Regions from separate parts of the Gossypium hirsutum genome. Here region 2 is linked to region 1. A link is a contact called in public Hi-C data. All regions are on one chromosome and are shown on one strand. The core of a region is the stretch at or near the end of the contact, and the rest is flanking DNA. Distances in the headings are between cores, read along the strand shown.

What was found. Hi-C and Micro-C count contacts between places; a contact is called where the count stands out from the background.
Region 2: a contact with region 1 is called in a Hi-C map of leaf, with 4 times the contacts expected there. The contact joins the promoter of LOC107948481 here to the promoter of LOC107948436 in region 1. A contact is called at or near these places in 9 of 34 Hi-C or Micro-C datasets (anther, callus, leaf and 1 more).

Annotation. Positions count from the first base shown.
Region 1 is chrA04:14,065,438-14,072,799 of Gossypium_hirsutum_v2.1, forward strand. It overlaps LOC107948436 (ethylene-responsive transcription factor ERF070), which reads left to right and starts at 4,244. Exons shown (of 1, transcript XM_041110987.1): 1 at 4,244-5,024. The coding sequence starts at 4,420. The coding sequence ends at 4,848.
Region 2 is chrA04:14,594,812-14,602,173 of Gossypium_hirsutum_v2.1, forward strand. It overlaps LOC107948481 (isochorismate synthase 2, chloroplastic), which reads left to right and starts at 4,261. Exons shown (of 15, transcript XM_016883044.2): 1 at 4,261-4,456; 2 at 4,541-4,725; 3 at 6,547-6,797; 4 at 6,905-7,022; 5 at 7,133-7,249; 6 at 7,348-7,362. The coding sequence starts at 4,561.

The DNA.
Region 1 (7,362 bases), core at 2,994-5,493:
GGATAGCGTAGAATACAAACCAAAAATCTCAGAAATCGAAAGCTAAAAAATATCTAAAGGTGATTTTATCTTCTTTATTATTTTACTCTTATTTTTACTTTTATTTTATTTTTTCCCTTTTTCGAATCTATTAATCTATATATATACATCATAATAAAAATATATAATAAAATATATATATACAAAACAAATATAAAAAAATTACCTTTTCCGGCCACCGCGTGCGGTGGCCTGCGCCGGCGACGGATGGCGGCCGACGGTCGGCTGGTGACCGGCCCCTGGCCGAATTCCCCTTCCCTTCTCTCTTCCCTCTCTCTTCTCTTTTTTCTTTCCCTCTCACCAAATGAATTTTTTTGGTTATTTTAGGCCTTATATAGCCCTCCAAAACGACGTCGTTTTGGGGGCTACACTTAAGCCCCAAAACGACGTCGTTTTGACTTGGTCCAGTTCGACCCAACCCGACCCGCCTAGGATCCGCTTTTTTTTAAGGAAGGGCTAATTGTGCTTTTAGCCCTTCCGCTTTTTATTGTTTTGCAATTAAGTCATTATTCATTTTTTTAATTTGGCCCCGAAATTTGTTGCGATTTTCAATTTAGTCCCCGCTGATGTGCTGAGTTTTGATGGGAAGGAATATTTGTTGTTTTGGCCCCCCACTATTTCCACGCATGTTCAATATAATCCTTTCCTTTTATTTTTATTTCAATTTTGCCCCAAATATTTTGTTTTTAGTTCAATTTAATTCTTTTTAGTTACTTTAGTATTTAAATTAATTATTTTAGTATTATTATCATATTTTATTTACTTATGTAGTGTGTTAATAATTTTTTATCATTTCTAATACGTATATATATACTATATGTATTTTATATATATTATGTATATATTTTTTTTAATGCCATTCGTTATATATTTCTTATACTATTCCATGTATGTATTTTATATCATCTTATGTATATATTCTCAAGTACTATTATATATACATATATATATTTTTAAAATACCATATTGTGTATATATTATTATTACAAATTATTACTATTGCTAGTATTATTACAACTATTATTATATTAGTATATATTTTATGTACATATGTATATATATATTTTTTTGTACATATCATTATTTTATATTATTGTAGTAAACTTTTTATGTATATATTTTTTATGTACGTTTCCTAATATTTTCTTTTATTGTAGATATTATTATTATTATCACATACTTTTATTATATGCATATATATATATGTATTTTTTTGTACATATTATTATTTTATATTATTATTACCAAATATATCATTTTTCCTATTTTATTATTAGTACATGATTTGTTTTTATTTTTATTTTTATTGCAAATATCATTATTATTGTTATTCTAATATTCTAGTATTCCGTGTTAATATTTTTCATTAATGATATCATTTTTTTTGCGTCCTTTATCCATTTTTAATTTCTCACTTTAGGAATATTTTTTTCTCATGTTTTAATTAATTTCAAAAATAAGGCAATGTACCGATTTAATATTAAGCCATCGATTTCATCGCTATGTTGGGTGAAATTTGTCGGCTTGTGTTAAAAAACGGGACACCCTTTCTAATAAAAAAATCGAAAACTAAAAATTCTCATTTTTCAATTGGATCATGAGTAAATGTCAAATTGAATTCGTATTTTTGAAAATCAAGTCAACACATGTTTATGAGATACCAATTTTGGGCGTCGCGAGGGTGCTAATGCCTTCCTCGCGCGTAACTGACTCCCGAACCCTAATTTTTCTCTGACTTTCACGTAGACCTAAATTTGGCCTTCTTTTTGTTTTAAAATAATTTTATTAGGTGTCCGATCACACCTACAAAAAAGGATCGGTGGCGACTCCCTTTGTTAATAAAATCGAAAGTTGGTTTTCAAATGTTTAATAAATCGCCCCAATTAGCGACCAACCGAAAGAGAAATTTTTTTCGTCGCTACATCTGCTATGTTTGAACCTAAATAAGTAGAGTCTGTCAAAACGTAATGTGTTCTTACTTAATGCATGCGAACTATCTAGGTACATAAGTTTGATGGTATGCTTCTACGTCACTATGTTGATTAAGAAAATGTGATATCTGAATATGTTGAATCGATTGGTATTGATTCATTATATATAACCATGCATGTGACTTCATGACAATCTAATGTGATCTGTTGAGGTTTGATAAATCTGTTTTACAAAGCATGGATTCTCATGCCTACTAATTCTATTATGGTTTGATAGCATGACCTACATATTTATTACACTGACTCTGTATGTGCATATCATGACATACTGCACGGGATTTGGGATGATGTGAAAGGAGAAAGTTTTTGGTAGTTTAATGATCTGTATTATCTGGTGATTTATCCACAATTCTGTTCTAGCAGCTTGGCTACACTATAGTGGCTGGACCACATGTATTCGATTTGGTAATTTTAACTGCAAAATTCTAGTAGCACTGAACATAATTATCTATTGGTGTGATTCGACTGGACGAGTTCTAGAGGAACTCTATTTTGGTATGTAGCGGAGTTGGGTAGGATGTTTTCTGATAAATCTTTATTCTGATCTATTTGAAAAATATCGTATCTGCATAACACACATCCTCTGCGTAGCTCTGTTCTATCCTATTCTGCTCTGCTCTGTTTTGTTCTATTCTGTTATGTTCTGCTTTGTCGTGTTTTGGTTGGGTTGTGTTGTTCTATTATATTGCACTTGCTATTAGATTCGTTGTGTTTATTCTGATTTATATACTATGTTTTGTTAACTATAATTGATGTTGGTTATGCACTCGGCTTTATAGCTCACATTTTGGTTTTGTTTTTGTGTGTTCAGGTAAGTCTCTAACTTAAGACCAGATGGTGTGTGGGAGCTCAGATTATTTTGCAATAATGTAAAAACGTTTTTGGTCTTTTGAGTTTGTAATCTGTTTCTAAGCTCGTCTTAGTTTTTGCTAAATTCATCAGTACTTGATAATTTCTAATGTTAAACTACAAAATCAAACGTGAAACTCTGAAAAGGGTTTCCACCACAAGTCAAGTAAAGTTTTGAATTTTTTTGAATAATTACTGAAATCAATTTTCAAAACGTTGGTGTAACTCGCCCAGATCGGCTTGAACTCCTAGGCAAGGTTTGAGGTGTTACATTTTCTAAAATATCTAACAATTTACCAAATTTTCTATCATTTTACCAATACTTTCTAAGATTTTACTAATATTTCCAAATTTTCTAAATTCTACATCAAGTCTTAACAATTACCAAAATTTCTATAACTTTACCAATATTTCTAAGCATTTATTAATGTATCTAATGATTTACCAATATTTCTAAGAACTTACCAATATATCTAACTATTTATCAAAATTTCTATCTTTTTATCAATATTTATGAGACTTCACCAATATTTTAAAATTTTCTAAACACCATGTGAAGTCTTAACAATTACCAAAATATCTAAGGATTTACCAAAATATATAAGGAATTACCAATATGTCTAACAATTTACCAATATTTCCAAGGATTTACCAAAATATCTAACAATATATCAAAATTTCTATCGATTTACCAATATTTATGAAACTTTACCAATATTTCTAAGAATTTACTAAAATATTTGGCGATTTACCAATATATCTAACGGTTTACCAAAATTTTTAAGGTTTTACTGAACATCTAATGATTTACCAAAATTTTTAATGTTTTACTAAAATATGTAACGATTTGCCAAAATTTCTAAAATTTTACAAATACTTCCAAATTTTCTAAACCTTATACCAAGTCTCAACAAGTACCAAACTTTCTATAACTTTACCAAAATATCCAATGACTTATCAATATGTCTAATGATTTCCCAATATTTCTAAATATTTACCAATATTTCTAAGGATTTATCATTATATTTGATGATTTACCAAAATTTTAAAGATTTTACTAATATTTTTAAAATTTCTAGCGGTATACCAAATCTTAACAATTATCAATATTTCTAATGGTTTTATCATAATTTGTATGAATTTACCCATATTTTTTTTAGATTTACCAAATTATCTAAGATTTTATCAATATTTCTATCAATTTATCAATTTTTATACAAATTTACAAAAATATCTAACATTTTACCAAAACAATTAATTTATCAAAATACCTAAAACTTTTTATTTTTTATTTTTTTATTATCAATATAATCAAACCTCAAACATTGTATCAAAATTCTTAAAAACTCTATTTTAACCGGCAACCTATAAGCATTTTGTACACTTTTTATGTAGGAGCGTATGGTGGAAGTGCCGGAATGGCTCGCTGCACGGTTTAATTCAAAAGAATATTCCAACACAAAAAATAAATTTAAATATGAACCAAATAATTTCACCTTCTCTCTCATTTAAAAAATTATAAAAAAACAACCCTAAAATTATGTCGCCGCCGCAGCCGAACGGAAAACCCCAACAACCGATTTCCCGGCGAATTGTCCGAATTACCGTTACCGACGCCGATGCTACCGACTCTTCCAGCGACGAAGAAGCGGCCTCTCCGAAGAAAATCCAAAAGCGACCGAAGAAAAAGCTTGTCAACGAAATCACTATCGGAGTTTCGACAAAAGAGAACGACGTAATGGCTGGGTCGAGCCAGAGCAAGGTGAAGAGGTACAGAGGGGTTAGACAAAGGCCGTGGGGGAGATGGGCGGCGGAGATTAGGGACGGAAGGAGGATGAGGCTTTGGCTGGGGACTTTCGATACAGCGGAAGAAGCTGCCGTTGCTTATGATCAAGCGGCGGTTAAGCTGCGTGGACCTAACGCTCCTACTAACTTTAAGTTGCTTGATTGCAACGCTGTTCAGTCCTGAATTTTCTGTAAATATTAACCTTCTTTATCCCCTTTTGCCCTTTGGTGTTCTCGATGTTTATGTTATTAGGGCTTTTTAGTTTTTGTATCTTTGACTTTATGCATGTAATAACCTGCGAACATTTGTTCCTCTTGTTTTCTCCTTCATCGGATCATGATATTGTACATCTTTTTTAACACCATTTCCTACTTTGTAAACTAGAACTAACGATTTTTGTTAACTAAATTTGAAGAAGCGTTCAAAGTTCCAAGGTAATTTCACCATCCTTTCTCCTCTTGTAAACCTTAAAAATGGTGTCAGAAATTGAACTGCCACGAGCAACGCGATTAGTTCATATTTTGTTTTTTCTCAGGTGGAAGAATGTAAAGCAAAGAAAACCAATCTGCTAAAGGTACATATGTCCTTGCTTTGACTTGGTTTTTGTTTCTTTGAAATTTTCTTTACCATTTTTGTTTTTATTTTCTTTTATGTTACTTTGAGTTCTTGGAGGTAGCCATCACGTCAGTTGTTTTCTTGTACATATTTTGACTCTTGTTGTTGGGAATTTTTATTCTATCACCGATCAATTTGTGTTAAATTTCTAAAGTCGGTGGATTTTTAAGGAAATTTTTGTCTTCAAATATAGAGGTGAATGAATAGTTATTGATTTGTGAATGAGTGAAAGTTGAAGCAATTGGGATTCTTAGTACTTATCAAATATAGATGTTTAAGGTAATTATGCACTTTCCCCATTACTAATAGAGTACAGCGAATGTTTTTGAAATTTAGACCAGAAGTAATTTTATAGGATATAAAATGGTTAAATTTCAAAGCAAGAAGCTTAATTGGTCGAGTGGATCTATGGATGGAGTTTATGTAAATGTGATGTTTGTAACTTGTGTTCTCATTTTTGGTTAAGGTGCTTTTGAAAGGAGCAGGTATGCCAAAGTGGTAGTACAAAGGGCACAGCATCCTCAGCTAAGTAAATATACCACTTCTGCTGTTTCCTGACACCTTATGTCTTCATTTCTTCCAAAAGGTTGGTTACGTTCATTGATGATTGAGTATTGTTGGTTAATAATGTCTTGAGATGTTGTGCAATGTGTTTGTAATGATTCTGTTTATTTAGATTTCTCTTGGATGCAGCATGCCCACATTGATCATATTAGTTTTCTCATGCTGAAGCCCTTAGGCACTATTAATGATGGATTCTGATGTAATATAACTTTTAACATACATATAGAATCTCATATAGAGTGGAATATATACATATTTGTAAAACTAGGGTCTGCTGGAGGAGAGTCTTGTTTACAAACTAGCCATCATTCAACCTTTCGGCTCAAATGGGGAAGAAAGTGATCTAGAATTCCCCACAAGCAGTTTTGATCGAACCTTGTCTACCTACCACTTACAAGGGTTTATCCTCGTGATAAGTGTTACTAGAAACAGATTATCAAATATTCATGTATATATTTGGTCTGAGTGAGAATTAAGAGATCTAGTTTCTGAATTCACCTAAATCTCGTTACGGCTCTCTGTGTTGTTGGTTTGCTCATCTTGACAATGTTGTGAGTTTTACTTGCTTATTATGATCTGTAGATCAAGGCAAATCTCTAGTTCTGCTGCCTCCTCATGGATAGTACCATCAAGGATACAGAGTTGTGGATCCAAGTGACTTGAAATGGTGGCAACAAGCTCTACTAATAATCCCTGGGTGCACAGTTATAACATCCGAGGCTATCAGAATCAAAATCTTACAGGGGAATTCAATTCAGACTTCATTCCGAGTAATCTGGTATGACTCTGATACGTAACTTTGAGTTGAGCTGAGTGAGAAAATATGAGACATGCAAATTTTGAACGAGGAAGCAATAATATGGCGTGTTGATCACTCTGTTGGTACCAATTTGATAACTTGATAAACCTCTGTTAGGCCTTGTTTTGTAGCAGAATGGAAATGGGTGCCCAAGTAATTGTAATTAGGTTGACTGAAACAGGTCGATATGGTGTTTATGTAATTCTCAAGGGGTGAATACGTTCACTCATAATACTTGAAATAATGGTGTAAGCAAATATTTTCTTATTTAAGTATCTCATGTATTTCCGGTGCTCCTCCCATGTTTAATGAATGCTTAAACATCATCTTTGGAAAGTGAAAACTATTGAAGAAATTATGGTAGGAAGATTTACGCAAATAGTGCAACTAATGTTCTTCAAGAGCCAATACATGATTAAAGCAGATATCTTAAATCAAGTATTTTTCTTAATTGGGTGGGATGGTTTGAACACAGTTGCCTAATAAAGGCTTTAATTACCATTTTAATCAAGTTTTTTATATAGTAGTTTTTGGGTAGTAATGAGACGTCTATGTTGATTATCAAGCTTAATGTTTGATTGCAAGATGAATAGAGTTCTGTTAATATATATACTCATCTTTTATTAAGTAATTAAGCATGCTTTATTAGGCAACTGAAGTAAAACAAGAGTGTTCAGAACAATTGAGGGTAATGGATTGGACTATGCGTTACTCATTTA
Region 2 (7,362 bases), core at 3,011-5,510, 530 kb after region 1:
CGATTTGATTAAATCTTAGTTTGTAACTTTTTTTCAATTATTTTTTAAACAACTGGTTTTTTTATCATTTTGTTCACAAGAGGTTAAGGTAGATCAGATTTTTCAATGCATTATTTTTGAACTTTTAGATAGCTTCAAACTTTTGGTTGTTGTTGGCTGTGGCACAGGATGACGATCGAAAAATCCTGTCGATTGCCTATGCAATAATGCCAGGAGAGTCAAACAATTGGGATTTCTTCCTGTCTAGACTAATGAGGCATGTTTGCCCCTAACACAATATATGCGTCATTTCCTACAGGGGACCTGGAATACTGGTCGCAATTGAACTACTGGAAAGCTTTTGGACCGTACACACCATAAGTACTGTCTAAGACATATTGCGGCAAACTACCACAGACAGCACAATTCTGCAGTTCAGCGAGCACAAGTGATCAACATAGGTATGCACCACTATTTCAATTGTTTGATATATAATCAGTCAACAAATGTTGGGCATTTTGAATAAACTATTCAATTTTCTTGACAGTGTACGATCTCATCAAACATAGTTTACATGAAATGTTAAAAAACTTACGGGCAATTAACAGTGTCGGGGTAGGGGTACCTCTCTAACATACCCTTCGATCAGTGGAAACAATCATATGACGGGGGGTTTACGATATGGGTATATGATGACAAACCTGACGGAATGCATCAATTTTGTATTGAAGGGAACGCATCATTTGCCGATAACCTCAGTTGTCAAAGAAACATATTTTACTTTGGCTGACCTTTTGCCATAGCGAGTGGAAAAATATGTTGAACATATGAAGGGTGGCCACATTTGGAGCGAGAATGTACTGGAAGAAATCAGGAAGGCTACAGCACGAGCGAACTGTATGCATCAAGAGTGTCAATCGCTCGAAGACCTATTGTTTTAGGTTACGGAGTTTGATAGACCGAACCAAGGTATTTTCAGAAGAGCATACCATGTACACCTGAGACAATGGACTTGTGGCTGTAGGAGATTTGACGCACTTCGTTTTCCATACGCTCATGCAATTGTAGCATGTAACAATTAATGTTTGGATCACATGAGCTTTGTAGACAAAGTGTACAAACTAAAGCATATGTATAATGTGTGGAGAAACGAATTCCCACCGGTCCTAGATGAATGTATGTGACCGCCAGTATCAAGTGCTCCATTCAAGTTGTTCCCCGATAGATCATTGCGTCGCAAACAAAATGGTTGACCAACATCGACTTAGATACGCCACAACATGGATATTTGGGAGAAGACAAATCAACCAAGATTATACGAGTGATGTAGGAACCCAAGGCATATAATGTCATCATTTCCACATCGACAGGATAATATAATGACAACACCTTATTAACATATTTATTAATTCTTTAATCGATTTTTTTAACTGAAATCTATTTGTTGATTTTTTTCCATTCATACTCAAATTTTGTTGTTCCATTGTTCTCATGCAGACTTGATTTGATAATATGAAATGACAACGATAACCAATTTTGATGCAAAAATGATATCTATTTAAAAACATTTCATATCTAACATCGATACAATAAAAATATTACATATTTATTTAAAATTTTACATGATAAGTACAAAAATAAAATAAATCAATCCAATCCTCAGTCAGAATGTGTGCCACATCGGGTTGGTGGACGGTTGGGAGTCAGATTTTTTCTTAGTTCAACCTCCAGTACAAGCTGGGGTCTCAGCCTCTCATCTTCTTCATCTTCGTCTGTAGTTAATTGCGATCAGTTACTTATCATTTGCCATCATGTATCCTATGTTCTAGGAATAAATGGTTGCAAAGATAGTCCACCTTGGTAAAACAATGATCCCGAAGGTGTTTACGACACCATTAGCATAGGGGTATAACTATATTGTGTCCCATACACTGATAAAAAAATGATCGAACTTTTGATTGAGGCCTCAAACATAGATGGCCTAAATGTCATTGGCATCATCGTTATCTGAAACATCGATGACATCAGCGTGTAATATGTCAAGGACGAATGTCCAAAAACAAAACCTGACATCAAAATAGAAACAAAAAATGTGGTGCAATATGTGGTGCTTGTGTAAAAATGCTGGGGTTAGTATAAGCACTAAAATAAGTCGAGTCATACTTACCAGGGTGGTGCAACCATCAGTGTCGATTCTTGTGTAGGTGTAAACGATGGACCTATCTCGACAACTCTGCCAGACCTTGGATGCCTAGGTGTCTGTCGTGGCTTCCTCGTATGCTATTGTCTACCCCTCACCTTTTCCGCTAACAAATATGGCTTACCATGGACCCTAAACCATGGCATGTACTTTGGATCAAAAGCTAACTCCGAGTGATAATGGCCTTGCGAGTAGGTAAAAACTTGTACCTATTATTCCAAATGTTGATATATTGCACGTGGAATGTAGGTCAGTTTTCATTCGTTCTCCATCACAAGTTGATATGATGCAGATCTTCAATGTCTTGGGGTGCCAGCGGAATCAATTGCCTAAACCCAAATTGCCATAACACTCTATCCAATCTGTGCATCTCCACCATAGCATACACTACCAATGACACATTCACATGTCAAATGTTGGGATTCACCAAGAATTGGACGGGATGCATTCTTGAATTGTTGAATCGAAGTATGGCGTCCATTCAAACTATGTTAAAATAATAATTTTTTTTGTTATATATATACTATTAATTTTTAAATCAACTATGTTAATATTATATAATTCAAATTTAAAAAATACATACCTCTGTTTTCGATCGTTGGTCTAACAGAAGCCATATATCTCGAAGCTCATCTGGTAGTTCCACGTAACTTGGTCTATGGTTCCACCTATTGAAATAATATGTTAACACAATAATTTAAAATTTAAATAATTTTATTATGGTAAATATGTTATCTAATGAATTTTACATTGTTACGAGTGGGAATGTATAGGGGTAGTCCGCTCGATGACGTAAAAATGGCAGTTATACCACACCCATTATTGGAGTAATAGCATGTAACCACCGATTTTAATTTTTGGTGGTTCCATCGCCCAACACATCTTTCGAGACAAGATTGCCAATACGACTGACCCCCAACTGAATTCACTTGATTCTTTGAAGTCGACGAGTTTTAGCAACCACCTTAAATGTATGTCCGAGCGTGTTGTTCTCTTTGAACTTCACTCGGATCCTCATTAAGCCACTGAAAGTTCTTCTTAATCTATTTAGATCTATTCGGGCTCCATAAATAATTTTCGGAACCCTATCCAAAATTTGCTCGCATACATCTCTCCAATCGACTGTGTAAATTGACTCAGTCGCTATCAGCCTATCCACCGATAGTACACTCACCGCATGGAAGATGGAATGTGTGCGTCTCGGGTCCCACCTTTCCACCAACCCACTTACAATTGCAAGGTCCAATTTACAACCCCTACCCATAAGGGCCATGTGCAAAAATCATGCATCTCTTAAGTAAAGTTCGATTAAGGGTGATGAAGGAGTGGGTAGATTACGAATATACGTCTCCAAAATTTGATCTTCGGCCTATATAAAAAAAATACAAAATATTAAATTCCAATATAATAAGAAAATATTTAAATTAAATTTGATTAAATATAATAAAAAAATTCTTACTATTTACAATTGATTGACCAAAATATGTTTGTCATCCAAACAGATTAGAGATTTTATTATTGCTAATTTTGAAAAACACGAAATAAATTGTAATAGAAAAAATAATCTAAGAAAATTTTAATACAATTTTAATAATAAAAAAAAGAGCGTTGAGAGAGAAATAAATTTTGAGCGAGAGATTAAGAAGGAATTGAGAAAAATTTGAAAGAGATTTAAGAATTTGAGAGAGAAAGTTGAGATTGAATGAGAAAAAAATGGAATGGGGTTATAAAAAAAAAAAAAAACTATAGTCTGTTTGGGGGGAGGGAAGCCATTGGTTTTAATAGTTAATTAAATAGTCGCGTTTTCGTTATTTCAACTCAATCCCGTAATTTTACAAAAAAAAGGGCCTAATTCAATAATTAATTAAAAAAAAGGGGAATTTCTATGTAAATCAGTACAAGAAGCGGGAAAAAGAAATTTACACGACTGGGAAATTAAAAAGAAAAAAGAGAAAGAATGGAAGCAGATGAAGACAATAGAAATTTACAAGACTGGGTAATTAAAATGAAAAAGAAAGGAATCAGATGCAGACAATAGATAATATGATAAAAAGGGCCCATTTAATATTTTTCCATGCAATGAGATTGGCTGGTGAGATTTTCATTGAAAAAGTGGAAGAAAAGATAAATTTGGAACGAACAAAGCATCAGTACTTATTCTTCATTGAAAAAGTGGAAGAAAAGAAAAAAAATTGGAAACAAATAATGCATCAGTATTTATTTTATTCCCTTCACATTCACACTCATTCCATCTATTTCCTCCCAGTGTTTCACAACGTAATTCTATACTTTCTGTTTTCTTTCTGCTAACCCATCATATTTACAATATAATTTACGGAAAAGGAATGTTTGGAAATGAAGCTAGGAGAGCAGTAGCATGGATGAATGGGTGCGAAGGAGACCCCAAACTCCCTGTAGGCAGCATAGAGACACGCACATTAACTGTCGTTCCATCTCCATCAAAGGCGATGGAGAGGTTGAATGTAGCCATTAGAGAGTTGAAATGCAGCCCTCCTCCTCTTACCTCTGGCATTCTTCGACTTCAGGTAAACTTTCCCTTCCTTCATAATTAAACATGGTCCAAATACTAGTCTACATCTAGGAACACGAAAAATTTGCTAATTTCTTTCTGGCATTATCTCCGAGATAATGGGTTGTTGCTACGTGGTTGGTTGTGACATTTCTTCCATTTTCCTTATCCCTTCATCAATAAAAAAATTTACATGCAAGTTGACTCAACTAAATTATAAGTTTATGTTTTTGGTATTCTAACCTTAAAAAATTATAAGACGGTAATTAAATTATTTGAATGTTTTTATTTAATTCATTTAATTGTTAAGTTTTTTTTAATTTAATTTGTGATTTCTAAGCAATATTTGGATGATTGGTATGATGGATCAACACCCATTGATGAGTAAAAAATATGCCCTAGATCTAAGTCGATCTAACGATCAGTGTCAAATATCAGAAAAGAAAGATTTTTGGATTTTAATTCGCAGATTTGTGACATTAAAGTTATTTCATAAAAAAAAATTTGTAGAGAATGAAAAAGAGAACTTTCAATTGATTAGCCAATACAAATAAAAAAGGCATAGAGTAATAAATTTAACGACAGAGTAATTTAAATAAAAACTTTTAAATAATTTAATATTAATTTTATAATTTTTTAAATATAAATTTAATAATTTAGTAGTATACCAAAAGTAAAATAATTGAAAGATAATAAAATTGGCGGGGATATATATATTAAAAGTTGGACGAAATAGAAGCTTCAAAATCAACTTTTTTTTCATAATTGACCCAAAAAATTGATTAATTATAAAAATTACCTAGGTGCAAAATATTATACGAAAATAACTTGTTTTCTACAATGACCATCAGTGTTGCTATTGCCATTGGTGGCACCGTCTCTCATCATTACCCAATGATTGTCGGTTTTGAAAAGTATGTTTTTTTTGTGCCTCCATTCCCATTGGCGACACCAGCGTGTATTTTTCTATATACTCATTAAAAATATTGGTATTTTGGGAAAAAAGAAAAAAGAAAAAAGAAAATATTTTAATGGGTGTTGTTGTTTCCTTTGGTGGCACTAAATAATTTTTAATAAAAAGCTGTGTCAAAATAATAAAAAAAGTCGTATCAGATACTTTTTGGTGTCGCCGTTGTCATTGGCGGCACTCATGTCAGAATTTTTTTTTGGTGCCTCCAAGCTGTGTGGTGACATCAATGTATTTTTTTTAATTGATATTTTTATTTCGTTAGATCATGTGGCTGTGCCGGTGATTTTATTAAAAAAAAATTTGTGTCACTGAATTTTATGGCAGCATTGACTTTTTTTTGGTGGCACCAATGTCAGAAAAAAATCGAATTTATCTTGAGTGTCACTTGAATGTCTGGCGGCACCTCCCAATATATATATTGCCTACTCGGTTTTGTTAAGATTTACTTTTTAATTATTTATGAGAGAGAAAAAATTGTTTTTAGTAGAAAAGAAAACAAATTGTATTGAAAATGGATAACCAAATGGTTTTTTTTTCTTTAAATTGGGGCAATTCTACCGTCAATTGAAACTAGTTGTGTATTTGACTGGCCAGAAATTAGGGATAGATTCAATAAGAATATAAGAGGTGGAAGAACTGAAGCGGAAGATTAATGCAAAAATATCTCCATTGTATAATAATATATAAAATCAAAACTAATGTATATTGTTTAGATTTATCTGTTTAAAAAACCCGTAAAATTCAAAAGGGATTATTGTTAAATCCGTTGGAGGAACTCTTTTGTTTCCGCGCAAGTAACGGCTCTGCAAAAATAAAGACAAAGGAAAAAGAAAGAAGAAAATTGAAATTGGTAAGTCTTGTTTGAAGGTACCGATCGAGGAGCAAATCGAAGCAATCGAGTGGCTTCATGCTCAACATGATAATCTTCCACGTTGTTTCTTCTCTGGTAGAAGAAGCAGAGCCAATAGAAATGGTTTCAATCTCTTGATGGACATAGGTAATGAAAATGGCGACACCTCTTTTACCAATAATCTTGTTGGTGTCACCGGTGTCGGCTCAGCGGTATTCTTTCAACAACTTCATCCTTTCTCATATCACGATTGGAGGTCCATTAAGAGGTAAATCATGCAGATTTCTTTTAAATAAAGTTGTCAGATCAAAGCAAATAATGCCTCACGAATTTGGGATTTAGTTATATGTTGTCTTTGTTTTCTTTGGATTGAAGGTTTCTGTCTCCAAAGTGCCCTTTGATTCGTGCATATGGAGCAATTCGTTTTGATGCGACGGCTAATATATCACCTGAATGGAAGGCGTTCGGTTCATTTTGCTTTATGGTCCCTCAGGTTGAGACCTTGTTTTTGTTGACCAAGTAGTTTGTAGGGAATAATTCAGTTCATTTTTTATTTTGTCTCTTTAGTATTTAAACGACCTATTGCTACATACCAAATGACAGGTTGAGTTTGATGAGCTTGAAGGAAGTTCAATGCTTGCCACAACGATTGCATGGGACAATGCCCTTTCATGGACTTGGGATGAAGCCATTCGTTCACTTGAAACCACAATGCAACAGGTGCCTCGACTTTTTAACTTATTTTGCTCATCCTATATACCTATAGCCTCTTTGATTTGTTTAGTACTGTGCAATTAATTAAATTTCCAATTTTGAAGATTGCTTCAGTTGTT